2 separate regions of the Capra hircus genome follow, and region 1 is linked to region 2. Evidence: chromatin contacts called from public Hi-C data. All regions are on one chromosome and are shown on one strand. Each heading gives the region's core, a stretch centred on a gene start, on an enhancer-like site or on the middle of the called end of the contact. The rest is flanking DNA. Distances are from core to core; before and after follow the strand shown. Region 1 overlaps DNAJB13 (dnaJ homolog subfamily B member 13). Region 2 overlaps C2CD3 (C2 domain-containing protein 3).

Evidence for each region. A called contact is a pair of places that touch in the nucleus more often than the background predicts.
Region 1: a contact with region 2 is called in a Hi-C map of blood, with 3 times the contacts expected there. The contact joins two enhancer-like sites. A contact is called at or near these places in 3 of 5 Hi-C or Micro-C datasets (all in blood).

Annotation. Positions count from the first base shown.
Region 1 is chr15:29,620,347-29,626,608 of ARS1.2, reverse strand. It overlaps DNAJB13 (dnaJ homolog subfamily B member 13), which reads left to right. Exons shown (of 8, transcript XM_005689963.2): 6 at 1,210-1,323; 7 at 1,607-1,683; 8 at 2,271-2,606. The coding sequence ends at 2,424. It overlaps UCP2 (uncoupling protein 2), which reads right to left. Exons shown (of 6, transcript NM_001314147.1): 6 at 5,959-6,098. The coding sequence ends at 5,984. Among named protein-coding and RNA genes, the nearest start is that of UCP2, 5.6 kb to the right of the region's middle. Within about 2 kb of position 2,473, at least 1 of the 5 cell types and tissues checked has an H3K27ac peak or open chromatin away from gene starts, as enhancers often do.
Region 2 is chr15:29,515,703-29,521,921 of ARS1.2, reverse strand. It overlaps C2CD3 (C2 domain-containing protein 3), which reads right to left. Exons shown (of 31, transcript XM_018059360.1): 17 at 4,887-5,067; 18 at 3,211-3,394; 19 at 2,264-2,436; 20 at 501-624. Among named protein-coding and RNA genes, the nearest start is that of C2CD3, 59 kb to the right of the region's middle. Within about 2 kb of position 2,566, at least 1 of the 5 cell types and tissues checked has an H3K27ac peak or open chromatin away from gene starts, as enhancers often do.

The sequences.
Region 1 (6,262 bases), core at 1,224-3,723, 100 kb before region 2:
TGCCTCGGTGAGTGGGTCACCCAGAACTTCTCCTCATTTTGCAGAGTGAGAAACAGGCCCAGAGAGAGAAGGGACCTGCTCAGGGCAAGAGCACCAGAGCTTAAAGAAGATCCCAGTCCTAACATCAATGCTCTGATTTTCTTTTCAAAAAATGATTTACTTATTTGGCTGTGCCAGGTCTTAGTTGCAGCATGTGGGATCTAGTTCCCTGAGCAAGAATCAAACCCATGACCCTGCATTGGGAATGTGGAATCTTGGACATTGGACCGTTGGGAAGTACCCTTCCTGATTTTCTTGTGTGTTTCTCTGAGTAAAGCCCAACTGTAGGATCTACTCAGAAGCCATTTATTTATAATACTTTTAAATTACTTATTTAAAAAAATATATAAAATTATTGTCCAAAGCGTGCTGATTCCTCAAATTCTGAAAAGAGAAGGAATGATGGTATCTTTGGAGCCAGAGAGATGAATTCCTCTGCCCATATCTCTTGCCTCTTTCTCACTTATGAAACACCTACTTCTGAAAACCCACAAGACCTACCTCTAAGACTTCCCTAGTGGTCTAGTGGCTAGTACTCTGCATTCCCAGTGCAGGGGGTCCAGGTTCCATCCCTGGTCAGGGAACTGGATTCCACATGTCACAAAACCAAGACCCATCACAGCCAAATAAATTAAATTAAATTAAATTAAATTAAAAAACCCACCCAGTTCTAAAGCTCCCCTCTGCAGGCAGCCGTCCCTGACCTCTCTCTGAGCTGCCACCGCTGGGTTCCCTTTATCTCAGTCTTGAGGATTCACTGTGTCCCTGCTTCCCCCAGACTGGAAGCCCTGGTGGGTAGGGGCCAGTCTGATTCCTCTGTTCCTCTGTCGAACTCCCACAGGAGTTCCAGCAGAGTTCTGGGGCTTAATGAAGCGTGGCAGGACAGTCTTGCAGGCAGTACTCTGACCCCAACCCAGTATGCTGCCCTCCAGCTGTGTTGATCTACTTGGGCTGCAAAGTAATGGCAAGGGGAGGGTGATGGGCAGGGAGTGGGTGTGTGCAGTCATTGGGGTAGGTTTCTTTCTAAGGCCAAAATGGAAAGGCCCTTCCAGAAAAAACTGGTCTAATCTCCTTGTTGTTCAGATGAAGATTTGGAGACAATAGAGAAAGGAACTTGGCCAAGGTCCATAGCCAATTAGTCCTTGTCACCCCTTGGCCTCCCCTGCCCAGGGTCCCAACATCATCCCAGCCGACATCATCTTCATTGTAAAAGAGAAGCTACACCCTCGCTTCCGCAGGGAGAATGACAACCTGTTTTTTGTGAACTCCATCCCCTTGGGCAAGGTGAGTGGGCACAGTGGAGGAGCAAAGGGTGGGCAGATCACCTGGGCTCCACCAACCCCTTTACCTCCCTCTATCATAACATATATCAATGTCACTCTTTTCTCCCAGACTGTGAACTCCTGAAGGTAGGTAATTGCTCAGCTCACTCACCTGTTAGTCCTTGAACATCCTTTTGTCTCCTTGAGGTCCAGCTTAGAGCCTGGCATCAGATAGTCTCATAAAGTACCTTCCAAACAAAATGGACATAGGGACCACTCCCACTTTTGGCCTTCATGTCCCCTAGGCTCTGACCTGCTGCACTGTAGAGGTGAAGACCCTAGATGACCGTCTGCTCAACATCCCCATCAATGACATAGTCCAGTGAGTCCATTTACTTGGGCCCCAATAGACGGGAGAAGGGCTTCCTGGTCCTTAGAGGCTTGCCTGGTACAGTTGTTCAGGTGGCACCCAGTTCAAGGGGGTGAGAGGGATCGAAATCCAGCCCCCATTCTGGCCAAGCTGTGGGCTGCATTCATTTGACAAATGGAGTGCCTTTTTTACTTGTATGAAGTCATCGTGGAGGCTAGAGGCCCCCATTGTTAGGAAATCCCTGTTGTCCTCATCCTCTAGAATTTCCAGAACTCTAAGCTGCATCCCCCAAGCCCCTTCCCCAGTCCTCTGTGTGGGAAGCTTGGCAACCAAGCACTCCCCACTCCAACCCAGGGTCTGCTCACTTTCCTTCCCTCCTTGTCCTGGTTTCCATCTAAATGAGATTCCTGGAATCCTCTGGAATCAGAGACTCAGTGTAAATGGATTTCCAGGGAGCAAGCTGTCTGGAACAAGCCAGTCTCCTCTCCCCTGCCACTGGTTCTAGAAGCTGGTGACTGCTGCATGCCTGAGGTGAGCAGGGGCAGATGTCTGGCTCTCGTGCCCTCTGAGTTCCCTTCTTTCATCTTCCCCTATCTCAGCCCCAAGTACTTCAAGAAGGTGCCAGGGGAGGGGATGCCACTGCCGGAGGACCCCACCAAGAAGGGGGACCTCTTCATTTACTTCGACATCCAGTTCCCCACCCGCCTCACACCCCAGAAGAAGCAGATGCTGCGCCAAGCGTTGCTGACATAACGTAATTCGTAACTCGGGTGGGCTGGAGGCTGAGCAAGGGAAGGGGAAAGTGAGCGGGGCCTGACCCCACCCCTACCCAGCCTCAGGGTGTGCAGGGGAGCCTGCCCACTGCACAGACAGGACATGAGGACTGGATGGCATGGGACTTTTGAACTGACACAATAAAGTTTTATTTCCTATCCTCCAGCTACACCCAGGAGAGTTATGTGTTAGATGGAGAAGAGCTTTATACAGCCCTTCTCGTGGAGCAGAGGCAAGGGCGGGGCCCAAGAAATTGAGGAGCTGGGACCCCATCCTATGTGAGCCTGGCCAGGTCTCTTAGGGTTCAGAGCCTCTGTGCTCCCACCTTGATAGTGAGGTGCATGAGGCATCATCTTTGAGGGTCCCCAGATCTATTTCTCATGACACAAGCTCTTTGGAAGAGCAGTCTCTAGTGTGATACAGTCACAGTGTACTCAGGAAAACTGAAGCACAGAGAGCAAAACACTTGTCCCAGGTCACACAGGGCTCAGTGGCAAAGCTACATCAGAACCTTGAAGGCCACTTCTCACAACTTCACTCTGCTTAGAGGCAGCGCAAAGGACACAGTGCCAGAAATGGCTTAGGTTTCTGCCTTGCCAGTCTCCATTGCTGGTTCTGTGCAGTGGGTCCTGAGCTAGAACTAGGCAGGTTCTTAGAACTGGGCTCTGCTTCTAATCCTGCCCCTGCCCCTTTGGACATTATTATCCATCTTGCTGGTAAAGCAGAACCCATAACCCTCCTCAGGCTGCTCACTGATGTGAAAGTGCTTGGTGAACTCATGGCATAGGTATCAGGGTTACAGCATTGCTGCCAATATGGCCTATGGGAGTGCCAGCCTCCAGGCCCACCTGGGCTTGTGCAGACCACACCTGCTTCCCCAGTCTGCCTTCTGTGCCCAGGGAGGCACCCCTCACTGAAGTCTGGGCTTGGGCTAGGAGAGATTCAAGCTTATGACAGAGAGGGTGGCCACTTACATGGAATGACTTAAGAGACACCAGAGGGAATTCCCTGGTGGTCCAGTGGTTAGGACTCTCTGCTTTCTCTGTCAAGAGTGAGGGTTCAAAAAAAAAAAAAAAAAGTGAGGGTTCAATCCCTGGTTGGAGGACTAAGATCCCATAAGCCTCGCAGTGCAGCCCCTTCCCCGCCTCAAAAAAAACGAGGTGGGCCAAAAGAGGGCCCCATAGAATAGATATTGCTTCGATTCCACCATTCAAAATATCATATTAGCTTAAGCCATTTCAAGCCATCAGGGAGAAAGCTGCAGACCTTGAGATGTAGAATCTGACCCACGGTTCACTAAATAATGTGGGCTTTGGAGTTAGGTACACCCCCAGGAGTTCTTGCCAGCTGTGTGCCTTTGAGCAAATCACTTCACCTCTTTGAAGCTGTTTATGATCCCTATCTTGCAGGCCAAGGATTCCACACCTTACTTCTGAGCTGAAGTCTTATAGTCCCCAAGGACAGGGTTAGGTTATGAGTAGAAACCAGAGGAGTGGAGCAGACTCTGCCGTGAGGCAGGACCTAGGTGGAGAGGTGGTACTAGGTGCCCTGGTTTGACAGCGAGTGGGTGAGGACCTGCCTGGTAAAACTCTGGCAGTCTAGCTCTCCTCTAGGCCAGCAGTAGGGCCTGCTCCTAACCTCTGCCTCGTGGTGATTCTCAAGGAAGCCTGGTTTCAGGCCTGATGAGAGCCATTTAGGAGATCGTTATTAGGTCAGTGTGGTCTTCAGTGCTGCGTGTCTGGTATTCTACAGGCAGTGAGGGAGGAGTTACTGCGGCCTACTGGTATGCTGGTCAGTGTTCCTACAACCTCTCCCAGTTCCTGTCTCAGGATCATTCCTAGAACAATGAAGTCTGGTGGTCTCATGCCCAAGCGAGTGTCTGAAACACAAGACTGTTCCATGAGCCAGCTGACAAACACGCCTGGGGCAACAAACTGCCCCTCGGTTTCCTCTGGTGCAAAACAGTGAATAGCCTGTTTCACAGGATTAATGTGAGAATTAGGGTGCATTAAGCACACTGACTGGATCCCCTGTTTAGGCTGACCCCTTGCCACCCTGGCTTGATTCATGACACCCAACCTTGTCCCTCCTGGGGACTGACACCTCAGCTCAAGTGAGGAATCCTGGGCCCTCTTTCCTTCTCCACAACCCTAACATGTGGGACCCCTTGCCTGAGCACTGAAGGGCCCAGCCTCCAACTCTGACTACTGGGGAAGGCCTGGTAGTACCAGCTGGCTGAAGCAGGAAGGTCTCTGGGCCTGGATCCACAGCCACCTAACAGGACTCCTGAAGGACCCCAGCACCAGCTCCCCAGCACTGGTACACAGGGGGAGGGAGGAATCTGGTTCCCAGACTCAGTTCAGCTGCAGATCTCCTATGTGTCCTTGGCTGCGTGACCTGTCCCAGCCTTCAGCTTCTTCAGACATCTATAAAATGGGCCTGGATGGCTTAATTCCAAGGGCCCAGCTGTACATGAGATGCCTTGAGATAAGGGGAACCTCAGAGTCCCCAAACCCTTGAAACAGAATAGCTCTGCCCATCTGTTTTCCTGACTGAGGCCAGGTAGCAGGAAGAGGGGCAGGGAGGCTGACACCCTTGCTTGTCATCACCTCCCTGCCTGGGATCTCTAGCCTGGGGTGAGGGTGAAACTAAATGGAAAGACTCCTCAGGCTGAGGCTGGGTGTCTGCTCTGCAGCCTGCTGTAGGCCATGCTGCCCCCTAAGGGTGTGACTGTGGAGGATGGACTTGCCCTCACTAGGCCTGGGACTTGGGGGAGGTGGGTTTCCCACTTGTAAAGTGGAATAAAATTAGTCACAGCATCCAAGATCCCCAAGTTCCTCTAAATCTTCCAAGCAGCACAGGAGATGGAGGGCAAACAGGAACACTCATTCTGCAGAATAACACGCCCAGGGCCTACTGAGGGGTTGGAGGCAGGTGCTGGAGTACCAGGAGCTGGTGAGTGAAAGCTCAAGTGGTCTGGCGAGAGAGCCAGGCAACTGTGGACTCCAGGCCGCTCCTTCACTTCCCATCTCAGCCCTGGCCTGGTCTGGAGACGGAGGTGGACCAGATGGTCTCCAACCAGAGCGGACTGCTGGAGAAAGACAGGCCCGCCCCCCTTTTCAAGTCAGGTGGCTCCTCCCCTGCCCACCAGGTGCCAAAAGGGCCCAGTAGACCAAGACCTGTGGTGATAGAGAGGGAGGAGACGCCAAGGTTGAGCTTGTTTTATGGGTGACGTGCTAGTTGGGCTCGGGGGCAGGAAGCAGGATGAAGAGTCAGGCTGAGGGCTTTCTAGGGGACTGGGGGCTTGAGATCCTGGATAATGCCAGGCTTTCCACAGTGTCAGCTGGGGTCAACTCCACCTGGACTGTGAGAGGCTATGGGGAGCTGAGGGGTGAGAATGTGGGGAGGGGGAAGGGAGGTGGTGGGAGAGGGAGCAGAAGAGAGGGATGGGAAGAGAGGGAAGGGGAGAAGGGGAGGAAGAAAAAGGAAGCGGGGCCAGGCTGCAGCTGGAGCCAATGCTGATCGGGTCAGCAGGTGCTCAGAAGGGAGCCTCCCGGGAAGCGCGGGCAGCCATGAGGGCCCGCTTCAGCTGCTCGTAGGTGACGAACATCACCACGTTCCAGGATCCCAAGCGGAGAAAGGAGGGCATGAACCTAGAGGGGGAGAAAACACAGGTCATCTCTAGTGCACCCTGGCATCCTGACAGATGCTCTGCCTCCCAGGAAGTCAGGATGGCCCAAGAAATGGAGCTGTGGGCAACAGTCTCCTGGGAGTCTCCGTTCTAACACCCATAAAACAGGCATGACAGCAGCTCCAG
Region 2 (6,219 bases), core at 1,317-3,816:
AGGGTCTGACCTTGGGTTAAGGGGTGAGTAGGGTAGAGGGCTTCCCCAGTGGCTCACATGGTAATCTGCCTACAACAGGGGAGGTCTGGGTTCAGTCCCCAGGTCAGGAGGATCTCCTGCAGAAGGGAACAGCAACCCACTCCAGTATTCTTGCCTGGAGAATCCCATGGACAGAGGAGCCTGGTGGGCTACAGTCTTTGGGGTTGTAAAGAGCATGACTTATGCGACTCAACATTAGCAGCAACAGGGTAGAGGATAAACTGCTAGACAAGGTCAAGGAACTAAGTTGCTAATAACAGTTAAAACAGCAACATTTGCAAGTGATTTATTCACTTATATTCCTATGTGCTTTCTTAAGAGAAAAAGAAAAGAGCAGAATTGTGGTTAATAAACTGAAGACTGTACCCAAGGAAGTTTTATGTTATCTGAGCATCACAAATTATGTGGACTGCAATGGAGAAAGGTTTGGTTTGAGAATTGCTTTTCTAAGGTGAACTTACTTGGCTGCTGCTTGTAAACCACAGGCTCTGATAATCTGGACTGAGATGGAGACAGTTCGGGCAGCGAGAACTCCCTCTGCTGTCCTTGGAGTACGCCTGTACCTTAGGCCCACATCCAGTAAACCTGAAGAATGAGGGTGAAAGGAAAAATCAAATGGTTGGTTGAAATAATCTTCTGTTCAACCAAATCCTAAATCCTAGTCAGGAAGGAAGGAAGAGGTTAAACACTATAATCCTAATGAACAGTAAGGGGCCTCAGCAGTGAAACAATCTGTCTATGGTCAGAATCACATTATATTTTTGTACTTTAGGATTAATAAAGCAGAATAGAAGTCACAATTTTCACTTTATATCTATGAAAACTATGGTTCAGAGATTCAACTGCTTGTAAAAATCACATAACTAACAGAGGCAGAACGTAATCCCAGTTATTTTTATAGAATCGAGATGGACTCTAACCTTTGTTTTTTACAATCTTTAAAAGGTTTTCACAATCACACATTTCTATCACCCTCCTACTACCACCACCTGAAACACCTTCACATGCCATCTTTTAATAAGAATTCTCCTGGACTTCCCCGGTATTCCAGTGGTTGGGAATCTACTTGTCAAGGCAGGGGACATGAGTTTGATCCCTGGTCCAGGAAGATTTCATGTGCTGCAGGGCAACTAAGCCCAAGTACTATAACCACTGAGCCCATGTGCCCTAGAGCCTATGCTCTGCAACAAGAGGGCCCACACACCTTAACAAAGAGTAGCCCCCACTTGCTGAAACTAGAGAAGAAGTCCACATAGTAATGAAGACCCAGTGCAGCCAAAAATAAAAATAAACATTGTATTTAAATTACTTATTTTTGATTGCACTGGTCTCAGCTGCTGCATATGGACTTTCTCTAGTGGTAGAGAGTAGGGGCTCCTCTTAGTTATGGTGTGCATGCTTCTCATTGCGGAGGCTTCCCTTGTTGCGGAGCACAGGCTCTAGGTTCACGGGCTTCAGTAGTTGCAGCAGGGGGGCTCAGCAGTCCCGGCTCTTGGGCTCTACTTGCTCTACAGCATGTGGAATCTTCCTGGACTAGGGATCAAACCCATATCCTCTGCACTGGCAGGTGGATTCTTATCTCTTGTGCCACCAGAGAAGTCCCCAGGGAAAGCTTTAAGGAACAGAACAAGCTGATCAGTGAGGGTAAGGAGGAACAACTCAATCTAACAAGATAAAGCCTTTGTTTGGGCAGATACTCTCCAGTAAGAGGGAAGAGTAACTTGATTTATGAGGTTCATTCTAGTTATTCATGATGTATTAGAAGGATAGGTCATCTTGCTGGAACCATTAGGATAGAATTCAAAACTCCAATTCTAACTAATCCCTTCTAACTTTAAATCCTGACTCTCTCTTCCCTCACAGTGAATTTCCACTTCATGCTATTTTCTTCCAATCCTACATCATGTTGCCTTAGAATAATAATTTTCCGAGTATACCTACATAATACTTGGGATTTGTGTCTTGAGGGCTTGTCAAATGCTACTGAAGTTAAAGGTGAGATAAGCAACATTTATGTACACAATCTACATAACTATGAATTTTCTAAAATTATATTCAAAATTTGCAGTATGTATTCTATTCACTTTCTAAGAGAAGGTACCTCAGTTTTTATCAAATTCTGAAAAGGTAAGTACCACAAAATGTGAAGAATCACTAATTTAGAGGGAAAAGGGATATTCACATATCCTACCTTTGAAAGCGAAAGGTAAACATCTTCAATTACCTGATGACTGGTTCCTCAGTTCTTTCCTATTCTCAAGCCTGGGGGTTAAAGGGAGATTAAAGGTCTGTATGCCACCATCCTCACGGTGCTGCATGGTTACCATGGCACAGATCCTCGATAATGGCAAGGTTCCTTTGGCGACCATCTGGTCTCTCACATTAGGATAATAGTATCTGTAAGCCACAAAAGCACAAGCTGTCGTCAGCTCAAAGAATTAGGTGGACGAATGATTCAGTCTGTTCCAGGGATAAGCTTTCAGTATCTAGTTTTCTTTGGAGCCCGACTGTTCTATATTTGTGGTATGCAGCTGTGGTTGTGTCTGGCTGGATTTACTGCCCATAACCTGCAGGAGGAGCCCCATAAATTATACTCTGTGTTCAAGACAAAGCCCAGCTTCTCACAGGTTTTCGGTTGAGGACTCAGCATCTGGCTTTGCCCTTTGGGAGTAACCGCTCCTGACAACATCCATCCTGCAGCACAAGTGGTTCTGTGCCATGAGTGGGATTATTATTTCACAAAGGCTAGTCTTCTGGTGGTGGGAAGAACAGATTACAAGAAATGAGTCTAGAAGTGAAGAGACCAGTTAGGAGGGTATTACAGTAATTGAGGCATGATATAGCAAGGGCCTGAACAACGTAAGGCAAAAAGAGAAGCAGAAGAAAGGTGACTAATACATGTTAAGTGACAGTAGGAGATAAAAATGAAAACTTCTCTTCCAAATATAAGTAGTGGTTAGAAGCAAGAGATACAAAGTGCCCCCAAAAGCCTAATAATTTAACAGATTATGGTAAAAGCTGGATAAGAGTCACTACCAAAATCCTAAATAATATTAAACAGGGCAGAAGGGGTCACTTTGCTTACAGTTCAACCAGGGCTAATTAACGGAAGGATGCTCTATGACTGTGCACTTCTTTCCCAGGCACAGGAATGGATTATCCATACTGTACCTGCACCAGATTTCAAACTGGACTCCACCTCCAGGGACAAGCCCATGTGCAGAGAAGGCGCTAAGCAGGAGCCTTTGCACTGGAACCTCAGCTGGCAACAGGAGGGAGTGATGGTGTCCACTGTTAAAGACGGGGTCTGGAACACAGAGCGTGGCTGCAGATCTAAAAGGCTTCAGGGTGATTCCTTTGGAAAAGAAAAGAAGTTCAGAAAAATTCAACACATCATTAAGTGCCTTAAATATAATAAGAGAGAATGTTAATATCCAGTATTATTCAATTGTATCCTCATAATAGACTGTAGCCCCCTAGGCTTCTTTGTCCACGGAATTCTCCAGCCAAGAATACTGGAGTGGGTAGCCATTCCCTTCTCCAGGGGAAAAGAAAGCAGGTATTTCTCCTGTTACACAGATGAGGATATGGCTACCTTGAAGTTACACAGTCAATCCAAAGGTCTTAGAGCTAGTACGTCATAGACTTGGAACCAGAATCTGTATCTTCTGACTGCTTTACTCCTACCAAGGTCCACTTCCTTAGTAGCTATGGTCGCCTAAGGTGCCATGATAATACAGAAGAAATTCCTTTGTTGGTGGACAGTGTGTGTGAGCTCCAGCACTTTATTTTCTTTACTTTCTTACCAACACTTATTAATCTATTTAAAAAAAATATATACAGCCATCTCAGCGAGTATGAAGTGGTACCTTGCTATTGTTTTGATCTTTATCTCCCAAGTGACTAATCATTTTAACCATCTTTTCATGTGCTTATTAGCCATTTCTATATAGAGGAGTGTCTATTCAGATCCTTTGCCCATTTTTAAACTGGGTTGTCTTTTTATTACTGATTTGTTAAGAGTGCTTTATATATCCTGGGTACAAGTCCATTATTTGAACCTCAAAACCAATCCTGGCAGCACTTTCACAGTTACTTAAGGACATGCTCAGAATGACAGAAAATTTGAGTCACCCAACTTGCTCATTCCCAGCTGCAATCAAACAAGACGACACTTCTGTCCTCTTGTTCGAGCTCTCAGAGATGACCCAAGGATAGAGATAGTAAGGGACAGTACAATGTAGTGCAGGAACTCGACATTAAGGTCAGTTGGACAGGGTTTAAATGCCAACCTTGGGACTTCTTAGTGGGGTGGCCATAGTCACTAACACTCTGAACCTTGCTTTCTCTTCTGTAAAATAAAGACACTAGAATCTACCAGGGTAAGTTGCTTTAGGATTTAAGATTATGATCTACGTGAGATATATATGTATATATTTCCCCTAGTAACAATGGTTCAGTATTCTCTCTTAATTTAGCACTCTTGATGACCTTATAGAATATAATTATGATGGATAATAAGAATTGACTATGTTAAGAGATAGAGTGAAGAGGCTTGTAAATGATGTTAAATGAGACAAAATGTAAATGATTGATGGATTTAGGTAAAGGGTATACAGGAATACTTTGTACTATTTTTGCAACTTTTCCATAAATTTGAAATCAAATCAAAATAAAATGTTATGAAAAACAATTTAAGAAAAGCAAAAACTCAGGGTATCTCCTGCATTGCTCAACTAAGACTAGAAATACTGAGGAACACAAGACTCACTCAGGAAGAAAAATCTCTAAGTATATTCAATAAAAGAGCCACAGAAGACTAAGAAGGCCTAATCTCCCAAACCTACCATTTTCAAGGAACTCAGGTCCTTTCAGCACATTGGACTGTGAGTCTTGAACTGGAAAGTAGTACTGGACATAACAATCTGCTTCTCCCCAGACTGTGGCCTGAAGAGGGGCGAGCCCTTTAACCTTGTCTACAAGGAGTTCAAAGTGGTGCTCCATCAATCCATTTCCATGGTCCCCTGCCTATGAAACGAAAGAGAGATGCTGGTGAGCTTTAAAGAGTAATGTGTATGGAGCGTTCATGCTTATTATCTTATAGTCTGAGAAGAGATGAAGAAATAAGCAGATAGTTAATATTCATTGTGCATAAATCTCACAACTGCTCACTGTAATCATATCAGGGAGCATTTACTCTAGACTGTGAGACTTGGGTCAACATTAGGAAATCCATAAATGTAATCCAATGCACTAATAGAGGAAGGAAAAAAGTGACTACCTCAATAAAGGCTGAAAAGGTATTTGATAACATTTAATCAGATGTTTCTGATTCTTCGTTTGCTAAGAATAGAAGGCTATTTCCTTAACAAGATAAAGAACACATATTTGAAGCAGCTAAGTATCCGGTTCTATCACTTCATGGGAAATAGATGGGGAAACAGTGGAAACAGTGTCAGACTTTATTTTTGGGGGCTCCAAAATCACTGCAGATGGTGACTGCAGCCATGAAATTAAAAGACGCTTACTCCTTGGAAGGAAAGTTATGACCAACCTAGACAGCATATTCAAAAGCAGAGACATTACTTTGCCGACTAAGGTCTGTCTAGTCAAGGCTATGGTTTTTCCTGTGGTCATGTATGGATGTGAGAGTTGGACTGTGAAGAAGGCTGAGCGCCGAAGAATTGATGCTTTTGAACCGTGGTGTTGGAGAAGACTCTTGAGAGATCCTTGGACTGCAAGGAGATCCAACCAGTCCATTCTGAAGATCAGCCCTGGGATTTCTTTGGAAGGAATGATGCTAAAGCTGAAACTCCAGTACTTTGGCCACCTCATGCGAAGAGCTGACTCATTGGAAAAGACTCTGATGCTGGGAGGGATTGGGGGCAGGAGGAGAAGGGGACGACAGAGGATGAGATGGCTAGATGGCATCACTGACTCGATGGACGTTGAGTCTGAGTGAACTCCAGGCGTTGGTGATGGACAGGGAGGCCTGGTGTGCTGTGATTCATGGGGTCTCAAAGAGTCGGACATGACTGAGCGACTGAACTGAAATGAATAGATATTTTCCTAATAGTTCTTTCTCTACTAGAGGCAATCAATTTGTCATTTAGATTCAGATTTAAAAATATAACATACAGTGGAGACTAAGATTTGACTATTCTAGTAAAGACATCAAAT